Linked DNA regions of Mus musculus: regions 1 and 2 are each linked to region 3. A link is a contact called in public Hi-C and HiChIP or PLAC-seq data. All regions are on one chromosome and are shown on one strand. Each heading gives the region's core, a stretch centred on a gene start, on an enhancer-like site or on the middle of the called end of the contact. The rest is flanking DNA. Distances are from core to core; before and after follow the strand shown. Region 1 has its middle 44 kb from the start of Asb9. Region 2 holds the start of Glra2 (glycine receptor, alpha 2 subunit). Region 3 holds the start of Fancb (Fanconi anemia, complementation group B).

The links. Hi-C and Micro-C count contacts between places; a contact is called where the count stands out from the background. HiChIP or PLAC-seq counts read pairs in DNA pulled down with a chosen protein or histone mark.
Region 1: an H3K4me3 HiChIP or PLAC-seq map of stem cell-derived neural progenitor cells shows a contact between it and region 3, with 3 times the contacts expected there. The contact joins the enhancer-like site here to the promoter of Fancb in region 3. A contact is called at or near these places in 7 of 39 promoter capture datasets (the HPC-7 cell line, cranial neural crest, embryonic stem cells and 3 more), 3 of 484 Hi-C or Micro-C datasets (muscle stem cells and uterus), 4 of 115 datasets of contacts at active chromatin or transcription factors (astrocytes, embryonic forebrain, fibro-adipogenic progenitors and 1 more) and 1 of 9 other capture datasets (pancreatic islet).
Region 2: a contact with region 3 is called in a Hi-C map of cerebellum, with 3 times the contacts expected there. The contact joins the promoter of Glra2 here to the promoter of Fancb in region 3. A contact is called at or near these places in 1 of 484 Hi-C or Micro-C datasets (cerebellum) and 1 of 115 datasets of contacts at active chromatin or transcription factors (forebrain).

Annotation. Positions count from the first base shown.
Region 1 is chrX:164,540,800-164,543,499 of GRCm38.p6, forward strand. No RefSeq gene overlaps it. Among named protein-coding and RNA genes, the nearest start is that of Asb9, 44 kb to the left of the region's middle. Within about 2 kb of position 1,257, at least 1 of the 459 cell types and tissues checked has an H3K27ac peak or open chromatin away from gene starts, as enhancers often do. A contact at or near this core is called in stem cell-derived neural progenitor cells, where this site is marked.
Region 2 is chrX:165,326,060-165,328,759 of GRCm38.p6, forward strand. Glra2 (glycine receptor, alpha 2 subunit) reads right to left here and starts at 1,334. Exons shown (of 9, transcript NM_183427.5): 1 at 743-1,334. The coding sequence starts at 810.
Region 3 is chrX:164,979,218-164,981,917 of GRCm38.p6, forward strand. Fancb (Fanconi anemia, complementation group B) reads left to right here and starts at 1,375. Exons shown (of 9, transcript NM_001146081.1): 1 at 1,375-1,593. It overlaps Mospd2 (motile sperm domain containing 2), which reads right to left and starts at 1,158. Exons shown (of 15, transcript NM_029730.4): 1 at 998-1,158; 2 at 777-846. The coding sequence starts at 1,006.

The DNA of each region.
Region 1 (2,700 bases), core at 7-2,506, 440 kb before region 3:
AAACCTAGTGTGGATGGTTGTAGTTCTTGTTTTGAGAGATGAATTTTGAGGTTCCATTAATATCATTATAAAGAAAATATTGCAGTCATTTAAGGGAAATCGTTACATATGAGATTACATATGGTCTACATGATCTTGAAAGATATATCCGTTATAATTTTCTGGTGCTTCTTAATTTAACTTGCTATATGGAACAAAATACCCATGAAAGGAGTTACAGAGACCAAGTTTGGAGCTAAGACGAAAGGATGGACTATCCAGAGACTACCCCACCTGGGGATCCATCCCACAATCAGCCACCAAACCCAGACACTATTGCATATGCCAGCAAGATTTTGCTGAAGGGACCCTGGTATGAGGCTATGCCAGTGCCTGGCAAATACAGAAGTAGATGCTCACAGTCATCTATAAGATGGAACACCGGCCCCCAGTGGAGAAGCTAGAGCAAGCCATAAGGAGCTGAAGGGGTGTGCAATCCTATAGGTGGAACAACAATATGAACTAACCAGTATCCCCAGAGCTCGTGTCTCTAGATGGTTATGTATGTAGCAGAAGATGGCCTATTCGGCCATCACTGGGAAGAGAGGCCCCTTGGTATTTCAAACTTTATATGCCCCAGTACAGGGGAATGCCAGGGCCAAGAAGTGGGAGTGGGTGGGTAGGGGAGCAGGGCGGGGGGGGGAGGGTATAGGAAACTTTTGGGATAGCATTTGAAATGTATATAAAGAAAATATCTAATAAGAAAAACAAAAAAGAAAAAAAAAAGAAAATGCCTAGAATACGCTTCTAAAAATCACAAGTTATTCCAGAAGATGGCGCTATTGGCACATACTTCCTAAAGCAAAAGCCTTGCTACTCATAAATGTCCAGTCACAAAATGGTTTACAACAGAGCCTCTGGAAATTTCCATTTGGGAATGAAAACTTTGTGATAATAGATTCTACCGACAATGGTTTCTTTCTTTGGTTCTATAACCCATATATTTCTAGTTTGAATAAAAACCCCCCTTACCCCCCAGTCTGTCTGGCTTTTAACTGGACTATCTTTTCTCTACTCAGAATTTATAGATAGCTAATGAACAGAGGCATTCCTGCATTTTTCTAGTTTATTCCGTTCCATTCAGTCACTGAGTTTGTTTATTCAGGGATTATTTAGTGAGTGGCTTTGTCGGTGGCAGTCACTATTCTAGACACTAAGGAGGAAAAGTTAATGAGATTGGCATAGTCTAACAACAGATACGGTTTCCTAGCTCTTACATTGTAGTCAGCCTTTTGCCAAGGGGCAGGAGCCGTGAGCAATTTTGCTAGTGTTTTTCAGAAAACATCAGTTTAGGGCTAGGAAATTGGCCCAGAAAGTGTAGGCATGGCAACCAAGTACCCAGGATGATCCCCGGAACCCATGCAATAGTCGGGCACAGCAACGCACACTTTTCCACCTACTTGGAGCAGGGGCAAAGGCAATCTAGCCAAAATGGCAAATTGCAGGCAGGTTTAGGAAGAGATCCTGTCTCAAAGGAAAAGAAGGGGAGGAGCATTCGAGGGAGGAGGACACTTAGTGTTGACCTTTCGTCTCCACACAGAAAGGGACAAATGTTCATGCATACATACTAAACATATAAACATGAACAGGGTACACACATACACACACACACACACACACACACACACACACACACACACACACAAACAGTAGCCTGGTGTCTCATGTAAAATGTTTCTGATAAACCCTTTCTATCGTAATCCAAAACTAACAGAATTACTAGAAGAATATTACAATTAAGCAAGTCATAAATCCATACAGCAAATGGTCATTGTCCCAAAAATGTCAGCACAATGCCCCTTGTCGCAATTTAGGGAAATGTAAAAGCACTTCACTTAGCGGTAGAAAGAAGTCCTTCTTTAAACGAGCCACCTTTATGAATATGGATGTGATTGCATTTACTAGTGGTGTACATCTATGAATGCTTTGTTAACCAATGCAGTGCAAGCAGTTATATCATCAAAGCTGTATAAATGACACTTAAACACCCCTCCCCACTGTCCTGGCTAGGTTTATGGCAACTTGACATAAACGAAAGTCACTGGAGAGGAAGCAACTTCAATTGAGAAAAACGCCTTAAGCCTGTGCCCAGCTCACCTTCCATGCCAAGCTCTGGGCTGGTGATCTTGAGTTCTATAAGAAAACAGCAAACTATGATGAACAAGCTATTAAGCAGCACACCTCCATGGCCTATACACTAGGAGCCTCCAGGTTCCTGCCCTGACTTTGATGATGAATTGTAATATGGAAACAATAGGCAAAATAAACCTATTCCTCCCCAAGTGGCTTTTGGTTACGTGTTTTGTTTTGTTTTGTTTTGTTTTGTTTTGTTTTGTTTTGTTTTGTTTACAGCATTAAAACCCTTCAGATATCCACTTTAAAGAATGAAGAATGTAAGCTTGGTTTCATGATGCCTTCTTTTAAAACAAGTAAGCATTCTATCTGTTTTCAGATGGCAGTCTAACCTATTATGTAGACTAGTGTGTTGTTGCTTTCCAATATTTTTCTTGTTTTGGAGTAGGTGTACATGGCTAGCATAATTCATGTTATGATAAATGAAGAAAGCAAGAGAAAAGGACAGGAAAAGGATGGCCTTTTAATTCTAGCTTTGGCTCGTGTGTCTGGTACTCCGTGTACCAGTCTGGAGTGGTCAGTCAATAA
Region 2 (2,700 bases), core at 84-2,583, 350 kb after region 3:
ATTGAAGTATCAATTGATTTCACAATTAGTAAATTATATAGAGAATACAAGCATGCAAATATGACATCTCACTTGTTTTAATTATCCACACCCCATTTCTCATACAGACATAAGTACAAAGATGTCATTTTTAATTAAATTTTGATATGCAATCAATTCTCAAATAGACCGAACAAGAGGATAGAGTTGCATAAAGATATTTACTACTTGAAAAAAATGTCTAAATCATAGACTTCATAGTACAATTTTAGTTAGTGAGATATAAGAGAAGTCCCAAGTTGGCTGAGAATCAGCGTTCTTATTTATTTTACATCAAATGAGCGTGCTCCTGGGGAATTAATCCAATCACTTCCACCATATGAAAAAAGGAACATTGCACCCAATAATCCCTTTAAATGACTTCCAGAAGAATTTGAAAGCTAAAGATATCAACCTTACACAGTAATGTAAAGAGCACACAACTCACTAGTCTAATCTTAATATCACATTGACGGCGAAAATGTGTGCCAAAATGCATAAAGTGCAGCTATATAACATAAAACTTGCTTTGGTGAACATTTGCCTCCCTCCCACCATAATTAAGCTTTTTTTTTTTTTTTTTTAATGAACAAAAGAAAGCAAACTCTCCTCTCCGACATTGGAATAGTAGGATTTAGGGAACAAATAGACAGATCATTACATACTTTCTCTTTCAAACAGTTTTCATGTGGAAAATATAAGCATGCAAAATCATTTCACCTACCTGAAGTGGTTTGTCCCTAAGAAAAATGCAAACAAGGCTGTCAAAATGTTCACTAGCTGCCGGTACATTCCTGTTTCTGTGATGGTTGTGGAAAATATCCCGAAATGATTCCAGAAAGGAGACTAGGACAAAGTGCCTATTTATTGTCCAGACTCAAAATCTGGCAGGAATCTAGTTTCCTTGAAAATCAAAAAGAGATTTGGGGTTGTACAGTTTGCTGAGAAAAAACAAAAAGTGCCAGTCTTGGGCATCATGGTCAGGTCAAACCAAGACTCAGAACCATCAGTTAGCCCAGGAGAGACAAAGCCTCAGAACTGATGAATCCCCTAGCTGCTTTTCCTGAATAATAAAAATGCTGTTACCTTAATCGCATCACCATGCAAAGGGGGCTGGTGACAATGCCACGCTGGAAGTCAGGCTGCTGTAGCTTTTGTTTTATATCTTTTCTATTCAGCAAAGCCCCTCTCCTTAGGAAATGTTCTCTTTTAAAAAGAAGTTGCAAATGAGGGAGAAGAAAAGACTCTGTATATTGAAGTGTTTGGGGGAAAGAGGGAAAAAATGCTGCGATCCTGTGCTGGAATGAGAGCTACAGAAAGAGACGGAGACGTGATCTTACCCAGCCTATAAATTTCAGCACTCGGACAGCTCCTAGCTCTGAAGTGCGCATGTTTCCTTTTTCAGTAGCTTGGGGCGGGGGTCGGAGAGAGGCTTTTGAGAGGAGATGAGCCTGCTGTTGAAATGCAGAGTGACTGATTCTTTGGTAAGGGGCTACTGAAAGGAGTGCGATAACAACTATGGCTAGAGTCTGTGTAGAGGGAAAAGGTGAGGCTAGGGTCGAGCTCCCAGAAATGCCTGTGGGTAGGCGGGAAAGGAGTTTGAAGCAGAAGAGACTGAAAGAGGATTAAAAGTATCAGAAAAGTAAACTAGGACAACAGAGAACAAGATCCAGGGAACTGAAATTATAATAGGGATATAGGAAGTCAACATCTAGTCAGCGGAAGCTAGAGGAAAAGCGAAGTCCTGTGCTGAAGGCTGAAGTGGAGAGTGTATTTCCTCGGCATAGAGAAGCTTTCACGTACAAAAAAAAAAAAAAAAAAAAAAAAAAAAAAGGTGCGCGGAGATCAGCAATTTAGAATATCTTCTGCCTTTCTCAGCTCTTGAGTGTTTTGTTTTGATTTTAGCCTCTTGTTCCTAACTGATCTATCTTCCTACTTGGGAAAGTTCGTTCTACTGTTCAGTGCATAAAATCTTGGGGCATCCTCAAGTCGCAAGTAAATACCAAAAGGGAAAGAAAAGGACAGTGAGCCAGCAGGGGGCAGTAGCAATCTTTTCCTGCCCGAATTAAGGTTTGAACAGGGTTCCATGATAGAAATGGAGCAAGAAAAAGTGAAGACTGGGGGCTTAGTCTCACCATTGCAGTACAGAGTGTTAATCACCAATAAGGGTCAAATAATTAAGTGGATTTTTCCTCTTCCCACACTGGCTGAAAACTGATTGAAAGTTCCTGAGTTCAGTTCAAAGCATATCACATAACCTGCTCTCTCCAAATGAATTTACCAATACTATTAATAAAAAGAGAAAGGGGAAATATTTTAACAGTAGTAACTAGTTTCCCTTGAAAATGTGCACTTACGATGAAGTGGGTGAGGAACTTGCATTTGTCCATGAAATATCACTCCTTAGCCACCTTGGCACTCTACCACAGGACTTGATTTGAGAATGCTTTACTATTGTTAAATTTATCCCATAAATGACAAGCTTATCCTTGGGTTGGCTTGAATATCAAAGAAAAGTCACAAAAATTTTATACTTTTTCAAAAGTAGATTCTGAGAGGAAAAAATATCTAAGTTCTTTTCATTTTTTTTTTTTTTAACACAGGAAGGTCCCAAATTATGATACTGTAGACCCGAGGAGAAATGAAGAACTAGAATACAGTCTTTAGGAAACCAAATGTCTG
Region 3 (2,700 bases), core at 125-2,624:
GACTGAGGCAAAATCTAAATTGACCACCTACTGGATTTAGTTCCACACTTGATGGTCTGATACACGTTTCTTCACTTAATTCTTAACCTTACTTGCATTTCATAGATATGGAAACAGGAACTCGGAACATGGAAGTAAGCTATTTTGTGGAAGGGGGCTACATTAGTATCAATCAAGGCAACTTATTCCAAATGTTTAAAAACAATGTACAAGCACTAAGTCAGCAGATTAAGTACTTGACAAGATTCTATGACAGTGACCAGATTATTCAACCAATAAACCAGTTCTGCACTTACAGAAACTTTTAAGTACAGTGTGGAGCGAGAACTTGTGCGTAGCACTTTTGGTTTTAAGAAGCGGAATTAAGCAAAATAAAAGGAACTGGATTACCAAATTATGTACAAACTATATGGCAACAGTACAATGGCAGTTTCCAGGTTCGTTTTCTGGTGAAAGGCCAGCGAAGGAGCCATGAACTGAACAGTGTCACCTATGTCATTGGCCAATATGTTCATAGCCTGTGAGGCCCATGGATATAAGGAGATGCTAGGCATTTTGATTTCTAACTTTCACTAACCGTTTAAAGGAAGCCCACCATCTGCCCAAGTAAAGCAGCGCACACAGTATGGCAAAACCTTTGAAACATGTACAGCATCTTTCCAGTGAAGGTTGGAAAGGTCTCTTAACATCTCCCGTCAAAACACCCACAAACACACCAGTAAAAGTTGGATATGCTCACTGCACACCCCACTTTAAGTCACAGAAAGCATGCTTACCTGTCACATACTCAGCTTCGAATCTCCGCCGGGTCTCTGAGATTAGCTTGGCTTTATTCTGAGCGTTATTCTGGATAGGAGACACAACAAAACCTTAAGATGCTCTCGGTCCTTACCCAGATCACTCCCAACACAGCTCACCTGCACCGGAGCGCACGGGCCCTGGGCCTGGAAGCTGTCTTCCAGGCTCACGGCCCAGGCAGCGATGAGGTGCTGCTCACCTCGGCCATGGTCACAGTCGCGGAACCTATTGTGGTTGTACCCGTCGCTCCTTCCACAGCCTGCAGCCAAGTGTCTCATCACCAGCCAGCCCAGCCCAAAGGTAGATCAAGAAGGGAGGGAGGGGGGGAGGGGGTCGCGTGACACCGGAACGTAGAAGGAAGTGCCTCCACACTGTCCAATCCCATAGTGTTGTCCGGGGTAGAGGCGGGAATAAGTGCTCTGCTGGGCTCCCACTTGCTTCTCTAAAGGAGAAACCCCGCCTTCCGACGACCTCCTGGCACCGGTGTCCCGCCCCAAGTAGCCTGGAGCACTCTGATGCTTTTCCCTGAAGCTCAGCCCCTACAGCTCAGCTGGCCATTTGCTTCCAGCCCTCGGAGGCTCCGCCCCTCCCAGGTCCCCTCTGGCTACCACCTCCTGCAGGCTTTGCCGCCTGAGTTGTTCAGGCAACTATTGGGCCGGTTGTCCCAGCGTGCAATGCGCGGGCGGGAGGTTTGGAGTCCTTTGGTGCAACTGGAACGTGGCAATTTGGCAGCCTTGGAGAACTGGTTTTGGTTTGGTTTGGTTTTCTCCTGACCGCTCGCAGATAACTTGCATTGTGAGTATTCGCTATATTCGGCGATTATTTCTGTTAAGGTTCTTTTCTTTTGGCTGTGGTGTCTGGCTTTATAGTGCTGGCAACTTGGTCTGTAGCCTAGGTTGGCCTCCCTTCTCAGACATGAGTTTTCTGTGTCAGTCTCTCTGATCCTGGTTACAGGTATAACCACCACAGTTGTGGACTGGGAGACGCTCACAAGGCAACCGTCTTTGAACTCTGAGTTAAGTGGTTATAGAAAGTTAAAAGGAAAGATGTTATTTTGAGTTACTTGTTCTTAACGAGGTGGGGGTAGACTCTTGTTCCTGCCATGTAAGTGACATTTGTGGGTGTCACCGCTCTAGAATGGGAGTGTAGCTGATTTCTAATGGGGAGAAGCCAACGATGCTGCCAAGCTTGCAGGACAGGTCGCAATACTTATCCAGGGTGAAATGCAAACATTGCCGAGACTGGTGAAAGCTTAGATTTATAAAGTACTACAACAAACTATTAGCTTTGGTGGCTTAGTTGAACATAACAATGCTGCCTTTCTTAAAAACTGACCAACACTGAAGACTACTTGTACTGGCAATTAGAGAAAACGTTTTCCCAGGCACTGGGGATGTCGATCACAGGTCCAGCACATGCTGGAGACCTCAAGTTCCAGCCTCAGCAGCCCTGCCCCTCTGCCAAAAAGGACAACCCACGTTTTACCTAGTCTGTAGCTGGTTGACCTTAAAAAGGCAGTTAACATCTTTTCCCAAAGCGTTTTCAATATTTGTTTTTATGGGAAAATTTGAACACATTGTTTAAAGTTTGTTTGAAAACTTTCATAAAAATATTTGAGTAACTCCGAGCTCCCCTAGACTCCCACTTCCCTACTTTGATACCCATATTCTTTACTAAAAGTCAACCATCATGGTAAGGATTACATTCCTTTTAACTGTAGTGTGATATTCCATCTGTTTATTTTCTTAATGGTAATCATTCAAGTTCTTAATTTTTATGTTGCAAATAGGAGTGCAGTATATATTTCCCGGTTGTAGTATTGTTTCATATGGGGTCAGGTTGGAAATGCAGTTGCCAAAGAAACACAGTTCAGTTCATTGCTGGGTTAAAATCTGTAGTCAT